2 separate regions of the Mus musculus genome follow, and region 2 is linked to region 1. Evidence: chromatin contacts called from public promoter capture Hi-C data. All regions are on one chromosome and are shown on one strand. Each heading gives the region's core, a stretch centred on a gene start, on an enhancer-like site or on the middle of the called end of the contact. The rest is flanking DNA. Distances are from core to core; before and after follow the strand shown. Region 1 overlaps Arf1 (ADP-ribosylation factor 1). Region 2 holds the start of Akap10 (A kinase (PRKA) anchor protein 10).

Evidence for each region. Promoter capture Hi-C pulls out the DNA fragments that hold promoters and counts their contacts.
Region 2: a contact with region 1 is called in a promoter capture Hi-C map of liver, with 6 times the contacts expected there. The contact joins the promoter of Akap10 here to the enhancer-like site in region 1. A contact is called at or near these places in 4 of 39 promoter capture datasets (hippocampal neurons, liver and pre-B cells).

Annotation. Positions count from the first base shown.
Region 1 is chr11:59,218,057-59,225,442 of GRCm38.p6, reverse strand. The region is part of intron 1 of Arf1 (ADP-ribosylation factor 1); the gene reads left to right. Among named protein-coding and RNA genes, the nearest start is that of Arf1, 6.5 kb to the left of the region's middle. Within about 2 kb of position 2,947, at least 43 of the 459 cell types and tissues checked have an H3K27ac peak or open chromatin away from gene starts, as enhancers often do. A contact at or near this core is called in liver, where this site is marked.
Region 2 is chr11:61,927,663-61,935,048 of GRCm38.p6, reverse strand. It overlaps Akap10 (A kinase (PRKA) anchor protein 10), which reads left to right and starts at 4,792. Exons shown (of 15, transcript NM_019921.3): 1 at 4,792-5,060. The coding sequence starts at 4,973.

The DNA of each region.
Region 1 (7,386 bases), core at 1,698-4,197:
ATAGTCGGGAGACTGATGAGAACCCCACACACTTATCTGATCCTGGGTCCTGATTTTTTACTCACAGTGGTAACAGTTTGGTAGCCTTCAGCAGCCAATAGACTAGGAACAGTGGCACTCTCTGCAGGCCTTGATAATAGGGAAAGTTTTAAGTGATAAGAGCAGAATTGACAGAAAATAGGACAGCTGGCCAATATTTTGTTGGTGCTGTTCATCAGGAAGGGTTTCACTGTGTAGTGCAGATTTTCCTCAAACTTGAGATCCTCCTGCCTGCCCTCTGGAGATCACAGCCTGCTGGGATTACAGCTGTGCCACCATGCTAGGCAGGCATAGTTTACAGACTTGTTGGGGGCAATTAAGTTCAGGTGGCCAGCAGCTCCCCATATCTGAGGATCTGAGAATCACTGCTGTAGTGTGAGTGGGACTTGGTTATTATCATTGGACATTTCAGGAATTAAGAAGTGTGTGAAAGAATTAAAAAGTCTTCTAATTAGTATTTATTAAGGTAAGTATACCTGTTAAAGGGATGCTTTAACCAGAGTTCTTTCCAAAAGCTTTCTTGTTTTTTGTCAGAATCAGTTGTCAAAATATTTTTGCAGTACCATATACTGAAACAGGAATGTTTGTGGCCTAGATTCTCTAGTTGTCCTCTAACAAGTTTTTTGTTTTGTTTAATTCTGTTGGTATAGTTTAGGTGCATGTGGCCAAGAAAGGGGTTTCTAGATTTAATGAGACTCAGTGCTGAAGAGTGAAGGAAGTCTAGGTGGCCTGACGTTGTGAGTGTTCTCTGAAGCTTCCTGTTCTTCTGTAGATAACAATGCACTTCTTCCTTGTTTGAATCCAGCCAGTTATATTTACATACGCCCATCTTCTAGTGACTTTGGTGGTGAAATTTTGATTGGTGTTATTTTCAGCTTTTAGCATTTCTATTATGTCAAGTTATATCAGACTTTGGACATATCATTGTGATTAACTGAAGTGTGTGGTTAAAGCTGCCAGTTGTGGACTAAATTTGATGGATACCTTGCTTCCTCTGTGCTGTCACTTTACCTTCATTCAGTTCCCAGGTCTGTGCACCCCCCCCCCCAAGTCTCTAGCAGTTAAAGTGTAGAAGTGTTTACATAGAAGCACAACTTGTACATAGTTTAAAACTGCGTAAATGTTGTTCCATGTTGTTGGCCCTGTAGATTTTTCCTGAGTCATTAGGATTAGCCTCTCTGAAGTTGTGTGTGCACGTGTGTGTTTTAACTTTTAAACTTTTTAATTTTTAAAAACAACATTGCTTTTGCCTCTGATAAGGAGTATCTGTAAGGGGCGTAGTGGAAGAAGATGGAAGTGGTAGCCTTACTCAGCATTGGGCACAAAGCTGCCTGTCTATGCATGGTATTGGAGTGTTCATCTTAACCATCCTAAACTCTATAGACTATGCTGGCCTTGAACTCACAGAGATCTGACTGCCTCTGATTCCCATGCCTGGCTAAATATATGTAATTTATACTGCAGTGAATGTGTGTCTTGAAAGGAACTAACTAAGGAGTTGGCTCCGTGAGTAAAATACTTGCTGCACAAGCAAGCTTGAGGACCAGAGTTAAATCCCCACTTCACACACAGACCTTCTAATCCCAGCAGGAGGAAGGCAGACACAGGAGGATCGCCAGGACTTTGTGAGTAAGCCACTCCAGCTGAATTAGTGAGCTCCAGGGTCAATGAGAGATTACACCCACCCACCCCCTCCTTAAAACAACATGTATGGGTGTTACCAACCCAAGGAGGCAGAAATGTCACCTCTAAGGTGACATTTTTGCAGAGATGATAGAAAAAGATTGGTAAGTTTGAGGGAGGAACCAGAGGCCTCTTAGTAGCCCAGGACAATTGATAGGAGGGCTCTGAGCTGGGTAAGTGTACTCTTGAGTTTGGAACCCTGCCAGGAGCTGTATGGGAGGGTAAGACTAGAGAAAGGGTGCCCTGGTCCCCGAAGCAGCTTTGTAGTCCTCAGGGTATTTTGAAATCTGTGGGAACCCTTTGGCTCTATCATGTAGGGAGGCATTATGTCTGGCACTTAGCCACTTGTGTGGTTTTCATGTAGGTGGAAAATCCCTCTGTGATAGCCTAAGCTTGATCACAGAAAGATACTTTTCTTTGGCATCATGTTAACAGATGTTTCAGGTCTTCCAGGAACCCAACTTTAACTATCTTGTAAGTCAAGGATAGTGTATTTTGTTCTCTTCAGTACCTTAACAAAAGATGTCCTTATTTTTCAGAGAAAAAAAGTACTTCTTTGAGATGGGATGCCCTTGAGATTGCTATGGTTGGCACTTAGTGCCTCAGTAGCCAGCCACCCCCCTTGTCCTCGTGGGGACAAGGGAATGGCTAGGCCTAGCAATAAATAAAGCAGAGTTTTGATAGAAGTTACTTCCCTTTGTGTCCCTGTGATGTCATTTGGGGTAGGCTCATGGCAATCTTCAATCTTGTGCAAATGTCAGATTGTCTGTTGGCTTTTTTTCTGGGTGGCAGACTTAGTGGATTTGAAGGTATGGTGGACACCTGATAATTCTCATAGCTACTATATGTGAGGGTCCTAATATTAATGGTGCCACTTTGCACCTGATTAATTGACTTGTTGTAGTGTAGTGGGAGGTGGAGGCAGCAAGTCTCCTTGGTTTGGGTCTGAAGAACTGGGTGGAAATTTGGGAAGGAGGGAGATTTTGATGGAAAAGCTGAATATGAAACATGGAAGAGCCTTACCCAGAGAATAGGGGCAATTGTTAGAGAATGCACTGGGTGACGGTCACCTAAGTTAGAGGAAAAAACTTTTATAGTGTCTTAGAGAAGCTTTTCTGACATTGAGATGGTAGGGGAAATAGTGTGTGATGTGTGGCTAGCAGTGCCAGGCTCAGCAAGGACAGTGGACTTGGGGATTTGGTCTTTGTCCTGTGTGTCTGCCTCACTCCAGCAGGGCGGGGCAGGACCAGAGCTGAAGGGAGCCTAGTGACAGCTCAGCCTTCCCGTATACTTTACCCCTCTGTTTCTACCTGAAGAGCAAGGGTTTCAGAAGAAGGGGCATGACACTTCTACCCTCAGAATAAAAGTTCCCAAAGGTAGAGATAAGGGTTTTGTTTTTTGGTTTTTCGAGAGGCTTTTGTTTTTTAATTTAAAAGATGTATTAATATTTTTTTAATTTTTAAAGTGTGTGTGTGTGTATGTGTGTGTCTGTGTGTGTCTTTATAGGGATATGTGAGTGCAGATGTTTAAGGAGGCAGTGATGTGTCAGATCCTTCTGGAGTTGTATTACAGACCATTATAAGCAGCCTGATGTAAGTTCTGGGAATTGAACTCTGGTCCTCTGTAAGAGCAGTACTTAACAGCTGAGCCATCTCTAGCTCCTTGTTTTTGTTGTCATGAGACAATCTCAAACTATAACCTAGGCTGGCCCTGAACTCAGGGCAGTCCTTCTGTCTCAGCTTCTGTAGTGTTAGGATTACAGATCTTAAACCATGGTGATAGGGAAAGTCAAGTTTTGAAGATTGAATTATTCAAGCTCATTAAGTACTCTAGTGGCCATCTTGACTCTTTGTCCAAAGTATGGCTGAATGTACCATTAACATTGAGTTTCAGTAGAACAGTACCCTGCCAATTGTAGCTGGTTTGAGGAAGAGCTTATTTTATGAAAGCACCATGAACTAGCTGTTGGTTGTTCCAGTTCCCTTTTTCTTTAGTGGGCCTTTAGTAGTATGCCAGGTCCAGATCCATTGGCCTCACAGGCAGGGGGTTGTGTGTGTGTGGTGTTTTCTGGGCATGGGGGAAGCTCATAAAGAGATAATCTGGCAAAGCTGTATTACTTTGATTTGCCTTTCAACAAAAATTAATGCTCTTCTGGGTCCTCCTGCTTCTCCTGAGGCCAGGGATGGTGGTGTTATATGTGGGTATGTGATACTTGGCATGGCTTTGTGCATACTATGCCCTCTGTAAAGACCAGTGGAGCAGGGGTGGCCATTGAGAAGCCACAGCCACTTGGAGGTTCAGCCTCATTGCTTCAGCAGGAGCCCTCAATGGTTAGAGAATGTGCATGTTAGCCAACATGGATGTGAATCTGAAGATGTAAGATCAGGGTATGACCTTAGGTCATTTCTCCTCAATTCCATTCTGTGACCAAAATAAGTTGCATCTGTTTATAGCCAGGTGGAATTGTCTCCTATATACAAATTGTATGCTCCATATATGTGTTCAGGAAAGGAGTAAAGGGCTAGGGTCTGGGGTTACAGCCAACCTGGCTCTTTCAAGGAGTCAGGATAGAGACTTCCTTAGAAGCACCAGACTTATCCTAGGCTGGCAGTCATGTGATCATGTCGATTGACATGAAGACAGAACAAGTGGCTACAGGGTCACTAGGGAGGGCCAGGCTGAGCCTTGTCCCCTGATTTCAGGACGGTTGTGTTGTCATACTGTGCTTTTCTCCATTTTAGATGTGTTTCTTGGTTGATGCCTGTGTATGTTTCTTGCTTTGTTTTGTCTATGGTTTGGGGGAGCAAACCTAGTGCTCTGCTGCTGTTTCCAGTTCTGTATCTATAGTTTTGGAGTTTTTCCAGTGAGATGGAGTAGAGGCTCTCTGTACTTCCTGCCAACGTAGAAATACGGTAGCAGTGTATGTTAGGACAGTGTTTCTCAGCTTATCTATTGCTTTGCCCTTCTGTTCCCTTTCCTCATGTTGTGACCCCCAACCATAAAATTACTTCATTGCTACTTCATAACTATAATTTTGTTACTATTGTGAATTGCAGGATATCTGATACCTGACCCCCTAAAGTGCTTGAAACCCACAGGTTGAGAACTACTGTGTTTGGGTGTGGTTCTGTGGCTCCTAGGTAGGTGCTGTAGGCATGTAGTGCTGCAGGAAGCTCCAGAATGTGCAATTATTCTGGAAGCCCTGACTCCAGTTACAAGTCCAGATTCTGTTCCTGAGAGGAAGACAAGACACAGAACAGTAGGTATCTGCTTTAAGAAGATTTACACAAACAATGTGGCAAGATGTATCCCCATTGGAGCCTTTAGAAGTTTCAAAAATTGTTTCATGAATTCCTTATTGTAGCTCTACTACAGGTGATATGGTAGCTCAGTTATTTGCTTAGAGCTGCTGATGTATAGAGTTAATGTGGCTGTGAATGTGTTTCACCTTTTTGAGACTAGTTATGTTAAGAAATGGTAATGCTTAAAAATAAAGGGAAGACAGGCAGTGGTGGTGCACACCTTTAGTCCCAGCACTTGGGAGACAGAGGCAGGCAGATTTCTGAGTTCGAGGCCATCTTGGTCTACAGAGTGAGTTCCAGACAGCCAGGGCTACACAGATAAACCCTGTCTCGGAAAAAAAGCAATGAATGAATGAATGAATGAATAAATAAATGAATAAATGGAGAAACAATATAAAGATGAGGTTCAGCATTTTAGTTGCTGTAGTTCAAAAACTTAAGAGTTTTAACTTGAGTATGGGTATAGACCTTGATTTGTGTGTGTGTGTTGGGGGGGGTTTCACCTTAAGTTTGCAAAGAATGCTCTAATTTCAATTTCACTCATCATCCTACCTACAATTCAGACCTGGTGTGTTTCCCCTGCCCTGAAGAAGCTTCGAGGAGGCAGTGTGCAACTGTTGATTGAGTCACAGTTTTGCCCTTCCAAGAGTGCTTGCCTGTCTTAGTATCAGCACATTCAATTTTACTCTTAAGCAAATTTTATGAAATAACGACAAAATGTAGAGCAGTACTTGGATTGCATGGACATACTTAGAAGCCTGGAATGTTCAGCTGAGGGGCATGTGAAGACCTGCGGCTTTAGCAACAGACATTCTCAGTCTCTGTTAATGTACAAAAAGCAGTGTGTACAGAGGTCAACATGTGGTCATGTTGTACATGACACTAAAGCCCCTTTAAAGTTGCAGGTTTTCATGTATTTTATTTTTGAACACTGGTACTCTTTACTAAAAACTTTAGTTAGAAAGTGTTTTATACTGTGTTCAAGTTCTTTAAGAAAAGTTTTAAAATTGGTAAGTTTCCTCAAATGTGATAACTGAGAATATACCCTTGATGGATGTGGCTAAACTTTATTTTTGAGGCAGATCTCCTGTAGCTCTGGCTCCAGTGTTTTAGTGTTGTCCCTGTATGCAGTTCCTGCAGAGGCCAGAAGAGGGCTTCACATCCCCTGGAACTGGATGGAGTTAAGGACAGTTGTAAGCTGCCATGTGGGTGCTGGGAATGGAACTGTGTCCTTTGCAAAAGCAGCAAGTACTCTTACCCATTGAGCCATCTTTCTAGTTCCCTAAAAGGAACTCTTAAGACAGCACCAATTTTTCATTCAGGTAGTAAGTATGAGTCCTAGTCAGGGCAGAACATTCTGTTGAGTCTGCAGCCCAGAGCAGAAAACTTCTCTTTCTACTGGGATTCTTTCAAAATAGTGGTAATAATTGGAGGAAAATGGCAAACCTACACAGTCCGATTTAAAGAAGGTTGTCTGGCCTTTTCTGAGTCTTGTGGAAGGATGATTGACTTCCCCTGGCTATCGCTTGGCTGCTGCTCAGGCCCCTGTTCAACTACTAAACCAGTCAGGTTGCATTCATTATTGTGGAATAGGTGTGGACTCAGTTGTGTTTTCTCGCCTTTACTTAAGAGACCAGGAAGAGGGTCTGTACAGAGGGTGGTGTAGGGAGTGTGGTTGCCAGAGGAGAAGCTACTTCAACCATTGTCCTCTCCTCCCCAAAGAATGAACTTTCTTGACCCCCAACTAACTTGGTGGTTGTGGGTCCTCCTGCCTGAGGCACTCCCTCTGGTAGTTTGGTAGGCAGAATAAACCAGCAAGAGGCTCTCTGGGAAAGTTGTTTTCACTGCCTGCTGATGGAGTGAGTAATGCAGAAGAACCGGAAAAGCAAGTTTAGCTTGTGTGTGGGATTGAAGAGGGAAGGTGACAGCAACTTGACTTGGCTTCAAGCAGTCAGTGCCTGTACCCAGAGTCTCTGGTGATGATTGGCCCTTGTAGCCACTAGGCTTTTCTCTCTGTGGAGGCTCCTTTGGGTTTGGGTCTGTTCTAGAAGCAGTGGTTGGGGCCCTATGAGGACAAAGAAGTGCCTGTGTGAACAGTAGGGTGGATCTACATGCTTGCATTGTTGAATGTCTTAAATCTGGAACTCATCATTGAATTCTATTTCCTTCTTCCTAGGTGATTCTTGTTAAAAAGAAAGAAAATGTTCACTGTGGTTATCATGGCCTTTCCATAGAGAAGGCAGGTTAGGCCCAGCACACTCAGCTGTGGGCTGTGCAGATCACATGCAAGAAAGCAGCACTGAATAACAGTAGTCCTGGACAATGAGACACTCATGCAGGCAAACTTGGCTGAGGTCCCCGC
Region 2 (7,386 bases), core at 3,543-6,042, 2.7 Mb before region 1:
GGGGCTTATATAGTTTTAGTAAATGACACAGACCTCTTTCCTGATTCTTCAACCTATCCCAAACATTTAAAACTGCTAAAAGACATAACACCAAGGTGTGGTCCTCAAATTCAAGCTGCCTTTGTAATCAGCATTATTGACCTTCACCTAACAACTGATCTTGGGGAAATATCAATGCCTCTCGCCTGATTTCCTTATTCTATGGCCCAGCTTCCTCTTTCCACCACGTTTGCCATTGTAACTGAGGACCAGCTTCTGACATTGGTGTTGCCAAATCTTTCCAGTCTTGGGGGATATTTCTGTTCCGAGTTGCCCATGAATTTAATATCTGCTTCACACAGGGTGAATGGAAACCATTATGTATTATGGTGCTGCTTATCTGTAGCTCCCTCCTAAAGGACTTCCCAGGTGACTTACCAAGTCTGATCACTTCTCAGTTTGTCTGCAGCTGGAGTGATAGAGTGATTCTCTCCCATGGGGGCCATGCCACAAGTTGGAGTGCCACATTGTTTAAAAAAAAAAAAAAACCCAAATGTTCAATTTACCAAATGACAACTCAGAAGCCAGACATTGTGGTGAAAGCCTGCTTGCTCAGAGAGGCAGAGGAAGCACCCAGCTGACCTTCCTACTCCACCGCAGTCCCAGAAGGACAAAGGTCCAACTCCTTCTCCTTCTTCAACTTCTTCATGCTGTCTTAAATACCCTTCAAGTCAAAGACCCTCCTCTCTCTCTCCTGGGCTTCCTCATGTTTATTCCCTGCCAACCGGTTGCTTGCTCTGATTCTTGACCTATCTTTGACACCCGTATTTAGCTCTTGTTTACAGAAAGCTCTTGGGTGTGTGCTGGGGCTGAGCCATACCACAACAAGAAACAGGGTTTTTTTGTTTTTTTTTTTTTTGCCACTTTGATGTCATTGTAGCCAAAGCATTGCCTAGAACAACTTAAGGGAGGAGAATTTAGTTGTTTTTTAGCTTGTGTTTTCATGTTTTCTTTGCCTCACATCCTTGCACAGAACAGCAAGGTATGTGGGAGAGCTTCTTCAATGGCAAACAGGCAGCAAACATGAGCATGTAGGAAGCCAGGCCAGATATAGCCCCAAAGAGAGGACCTCAGGGACCTACTGCCTCTAACACCTCACCTCCTCCTTTTTACTACCACTAAAAGAAACCCATAAAATGATAATTCCATCAAGGAGTAACCTGTTAAGTCAAAGCTGTCATACTGTGTCTCTGGAAGCACTCTCACAGACAGGCCCTGAGGTGTAATCTACTAACCCCCTGGCCATTGTCTGGTCCAATCAAATGAACAATCAAACTTAATCAAGAAACATTTTGCCCAAGAATGTTTGCACAATCCTAAATATGTAGGAATATAAAATAAGCATATGAAACATTTACTGATAACAAACCACAGAGAAATCTATTTGAAAACAATTATTTGACAGAAGTAGAATTTTACCATTTATTTAAAATGAAAGCAAATTGGCACACATACAAGACGGGTATGCTTTTTTGTTTTTACACAAAGAATTAAATCTTGGCTAAATATTTAATACTGTAAGACAAAAAGCATCATCAATGTCTGTCAGAATTGAATATTTTGATTTTGTAATTGTTACACTGCCGCTTTGCCTAAAGGCATAGTACAACAAACTATGCATGTTTGGGGCCATTTCTGAGTTTTTGAGAATCTCTCTGTTAACGGCATATATATATATATATATATATATATATATATATATATATATATAAGAAAATCAAACAGAAAATTTGAAAATCAGATGTTCTAACACAACACAATCCAAAGATACACTACTTTGATATTTCCATGCTGTGGCATGATGGTAGGAAATATTGAACACTTTGTTTTCCACAGTGAAGACATTGTATTTCTATAGCATCAGGAAACTTGATAAGTACAGTAAATAACACTGCAATTCATAATATCCAGTAGTCTTAACTCTGATCTGAGGGGTTTCAAGCATCATTTATTGGTGGAGTTCTATGTGGGAAAGTACTCCCTCAGATTCCTAAGTGCATCGTGTTTTGTGTGTTCAGAAGCAAGAGTGCATAATTGTTGTTGTCATGTGACACAGCAGGGCAAGGGCTGACAGAAATATCTTGGGACTTATCCAACCTTTGAGCTTTAACTTTATTTTTAACTGATTTGTTTGATCACCTACAACTGGACCTCTATGTTAGGGGTAAACATGCTTCTCTGTGTGTGTGTGTGTGTGTGTGTGTGTGTGAGTGTGTGTGAGTGTGTGTGTGTGTGTGTGTGTGTGTGTGTGTGTGTGTGTGTGCATGCAGAGGCCAGAACAGGGCATCAGGTGTCCTCACCTACTTCTTTTGAGTTCTACAGTTCTGAGCATATCTTGCCCAGATTGGGGTCTTCCAAAGCAGGTACAAGTTGTCTGGAGTGGTTATAACTACAGTAAGACTTCCTGAAGTGGGAGTCACAGCTTCACCAACAACCCTTCTTCCTTCCTTCCTTTCTCTATCTTGTATTACCATTGAGATCCTAGGTCATTACAAAGAAACCCAAACCATCCTCTATAAACAAGACATGATGGTGGCAGGATCTCTTGTGGGGTGGTGGTGAGGTGTATGTGTGAAGGATTATGAAAAGTCTTAATTGTAAAGTGCTAGGAACATAGAGAGTACATCACAAGTTCTTAGTAAATAATGATTTCGATTAGCTGACTGCTATGTCTAGCTGTCTGAGAGATAGTGGAAATAATAAAACTTATTCAAGGAACTAACAAAACGAAGCAGTTTTTAAATATACAATTCTGCAGAAAGGGATGCCAGCAAAAAGAAAAGTCAAAAATTTCTGGTGCAATGCTTTGGTACAAGGCAGTGATTTTTAAGGTCCCCCCAATCTGGAGGGGTTTTAAGTTCCCTCTAATTCTATTCTTGTCTCCATTGGCTAGAACTTGCCCCTTTCCCAAATTTCCCATGTTATTGTTTTAGGACACAAAACCTTATCTAATGAATAGTTTGGGGCTTGAGATAGCACCCCTCCTCCTTTTCTGACCATGAGCAATAGGGTAGCAGACTACCTGTAACTTTTTTAGAGTTCTGTGACAAGCCTGCACCAGCCACCAGCTAGGGGGCCTATTGCTTTCTTCTTATCTGTAAATGGACTGTAACAATCTATTTCTCACAGAGAATAAAAGCAACTCCAGAATCTCTGGTAGGGGGGGCTCAAAGAATAAACCTCATTGGAAATTGAGTTGAAAAACACTTCCTCAACACTGATTTATGTTTATTTAGCCTGAGAGAATGAGTAAGGATTCTAGAAATCCTAATGGAGCCAGAGCCCTCCCCTCAACCCCATTGACTTTTTGCTCATTTAAGGGATTTTTCTCACTCATTCGTCTGGTGTTCCTCCTGCCCTGATCAGCTAACCAATAGTTAACAAATACAAAACAGTCTCTGCCAAGACTGGAACTCCAGAAGGGAAAGGCAAAGGAATAATGTAAGACACACCACCCATTCTGCCTAAGAACAGAGTAGATACTCTAACTGTGGATCCTTTGCAAGTGTTGTCTGTGCTCCTAATTGCTAAGCCATCGTTCAACGCCTTGTTTTGTTTTTATCTGTTTGAGACACAGTCTCACCTTGGCCTAAAATTCCCTAAGTAAATCAAGCTGACCTGGGACTCAGTGATCCACTGGCTTCTTTCTGCCTTCCAAGTGTGTTAAAGGCTTTCACCACCAGAGCACCTCCCCTGGCTTGCCTTAATATTCTTAGGCAAGGAAAGGTTTTCAAGGGTGGGCAGTGGGTGGGAATAGGGGAGGGGTATGCCCAGAGTGTAATATTCATTTCCAAATCATCTCAGACCTCCACACCATTACCTCACATGGGGCAACCACAGCCCTGCTCTCCTTTTCAGTTCCTGCCCAGCGTGACCTTGAAAGCTGGCCTAGTTTCCTCCATACCAAGAGCAAGTTTAAAGACTGTTACTAACCTGGAGGGTTTAGTATGGTATCTGTGCACGATGTTATAAATAAGTTTAGCTATGATGGTTTTTCATCATTTAGCAAACAGGCTTGGAAACAAAACTAGCAAACTTATTAACCTGCTCTAATAATATGGTTAAGACTCCAGGCTTTACTTAGTTCCTGTTTTAACACACCGAATAATCAGGCAAGTTGCCGCTTCTGCACTTGTTTTTCCTTCTGTCTCAGGTAGACTTTGCTGATCCAACATAAAAATCAGCAACTGTGTGCATCACGAGTTCCTGGTTCGCTTTTGACAGTAGTTGTAGCTATAGTGGCCATCCATCCAGGGCGCTAAAGGTGGGTAAGCTTTAAGAAAGCCAGAAGATTTATAGGAAGGTGGCTTTCGAATAAGAACGGAAGAAATAGCCCTCTGTTGAGGCTCAGGTTGCTGGCTCTTTCTGTTTTGAGCATCTGTAGGGATTTCATCTGAAAATGAGCCTACCACTCTTTTTCTCCTTCCTTCCTGAGGTCACTTTGAGGGAGGGAGCTTCGGGAGCTACATAAGAGCAGCTCCTCGTCCTGCAGGCTCGCCTGCATCCCCCGGGGACCTGGCAGGGTAAAGCTGCCAAGCAGCCTGCGGCATTTAGCAAGATTCCGCGAAAAGGCTGCGCAGCAGTGCTGGCGGGGGCTTCCCGAAGAGGAGGAGGTTCAGCAAAGAGACGCTGTCATCCGAAGCCTCCAGGGGGAAGGGCTCGCGGACTCGAGGACGCCAGGTCACGTGGGCTGAGCGGGCGCGCGCCCCGGCCCCGCGGGAGGAGGTGCGCAGGAGGAGGCGGGGCCGGGGCCTCCCGTGAAGCCCCGCGCGCGGACGGACCGGAACTCTAAGCGGGTGGCTTGTTGATAACATGGCGGCAGCAGCTGCCGGGGCATCCCGAGGTGGCGGCAGCGCCCACACCCGGAAGAAGGGGCTGTTTTCGGACTAGTGCAGCGGCTCCTGCGGCCCCGGAAGTCCCGGCCAGCTGCTGAATGAGGGGAGCCGGGCCCTCCCCGCGACACTCCCCCCGCGCCCTCCGCCCCGACCCGGGCCCCGCCATGTCCTTCTTCCGGCGGAAAGGTAGCCGAGGGGTCGCCGGCGGGGGGTGAGCCGGGTCTCGGGCAGCGGTGGGGCAGCAAACCTGCAAGGGTTTTGTCAGGGCGGCCGCGAGGCTCTCGATGAGCCGCTCGGCCTCGGCGCCGACACCCGCGGTGCAGTGTGCTGCCCGGGACTCCGCAGGGAAGAAGGTGGCCTCCTCAAGCGAGGTCGAGGGGCATTGTCGCTTTGGGCCAAAAGTGTCTGCTTAAACCCATAGAAATTAACACCTGTTGGCTAAAGAAAAGGTTTTCCTGGTGTGTTTGGTTTCTGGAGGTTTGTATGTGTGTGTGATCCACGCGCGCACTGTGGATGAAGATCAAGGAAATCCCTTTACTTATAGGAAGTCTTGACTTTTCCGAATATTGGGGGGGGGGGGTTATACCTAAAACCACGTGCAACTGTTATTTCTTCAACTAGCGCTATTTTCTAGTTTCCTCTTTTGGGGGCGGGGGTGGAGAGCGGAAGGGGGCCCACTGTTATTCCTAAAATAAAATTTCTTACTACTGAAGTTCCGTATTCAGAAGACTACTGCTTTTGATGATTGAGCAACTTTACTAATTATTGAGACCGTTGCTGCTACTATAAACGAACTACTTAGATTTCGGATGTCCAGTTGTAAAAGCTTACTTAGTTTTTAAAGTAGAGGCAAGGTGATTTTGATCCTGGAAAGGGTTATGGTATTTCATTAAATATACATACACAAATTGATCAATCAAATCTCTTTAGGTGGAGGTGGTTGTATCTCTTCATTCTTACTGAGAAGATGTATCAGACAGACTTTTTTTTTTTTAAACATAACACCAAATCAGACTTGTATTCACGTGATAGCTTTTTCATAAACTCTGTAACCCGAAACAGCCGGTTAACCCACTTTTTTTCCAGCTGAGAATCAGATGATTCCTAAAGGCCTCATAGGACTGAGGCTGTCTGTTGATGCTAGGTGAGGGAATGAATGAAACTGGTAAATAATAGGAAGCTTTATCAGTAAAGTGTCTTAATATCTCTGGAGTTGTTAATGTACCTAGGTTGACAGTGTTGTGGTGCTTGTTTTTTAAGGGGGGGAATGCATTCTAAGTATGGGACTAATTCAAGTTGAACAACAGACTTCTGTCTGTTCATTTAACACACACTGTCGAGTGTCCAGTCTGCCAGACACTGTCTTAGGGTGTCATGAAATAGTTATATGGACGTAGTCTCTGTACCTATGAAACTCATTGATGCTGAAGGCAGGCAATAAATAAGGCCAAAAAAAAAAGTGTGTATATACTTACAAATTGAATGATGTGTAATGAAAGACTAATTTATGAAGAAAAACCTATTTTGGTTGGATGTTAGAAGAATTCAGTATGTAACCTTGAAACGTAAAACTAGAGGATCAGTAGTAGAATGTAACTTTAGAGAGGTCAGGAAAGACACTGGAGGTACCAGGAATAAAGAGCTGGTGCCCTTTAGGAAAGGCAAGGTGGCCACTGTGGCTGAGGCATAGAGAAGCAGATAGGCAGACACCACATTATCGAGAGTTTTATTCCAAATGCAGAGAGAATATATTGTAAAGCTTTTGAAGAGAGGTGACCTTACAATAAAGGGTGATCTGATTATTTGCTTAGAAAGTTTATTCTAGAGCCAGATGCTCAGCAGATAAAGACCCTTGCTGTGCAGCCTAACCATCAGAGTTAGAGCCCCAGGACCCACAATGGTGGAGGGAAAGAGTAACTCCCATTAAGTTGTCCTCTGACCTCCACACATGTGCTGTGTGGTACATCCACTCCCACAAAATAAATAAATGTACTTAAGGAGTAAAAAGATTATTCCAGATGATTTCTGGAGATTGAATGTGGCAAGAGAGCTAGAAACAACCTTTTTGAGGGGTTGGGAGTCAAGACAGTCTGGCTTTGTAGTCCTGGCCTTAGCATTTCCTGTTGAGATGGGGACCTTGTGGACATTCTTCTTCCTCTAATTTAGTATTTGGATTATAGGCATGTATCACCACACCCAACCTCTGAAAACAGCCTCATAAAGATCCTTCAATTTAATTTTCTTTCTTGTTAGAGGTTTATCATATTTCATTAAAAATGGTAAATCTAAAATCAGGAAAAGAGGGCTGGAGGTGGCTCAGCCCTTCAGAACTTATGTTGTTCTTACACAGAACCTGGGTTTAGTTCCCAGAACCTTCATGGCAGCTTAGAACCATCTGTAACTCCAGGTCCAGGGACTCCCCTACTCTTCTCTGGCCTCCTTGGCACTTGGCATCTACATGTATAGATGTAGGCAAACCACTCACACACCACAACAAAATGGAAACAATTGT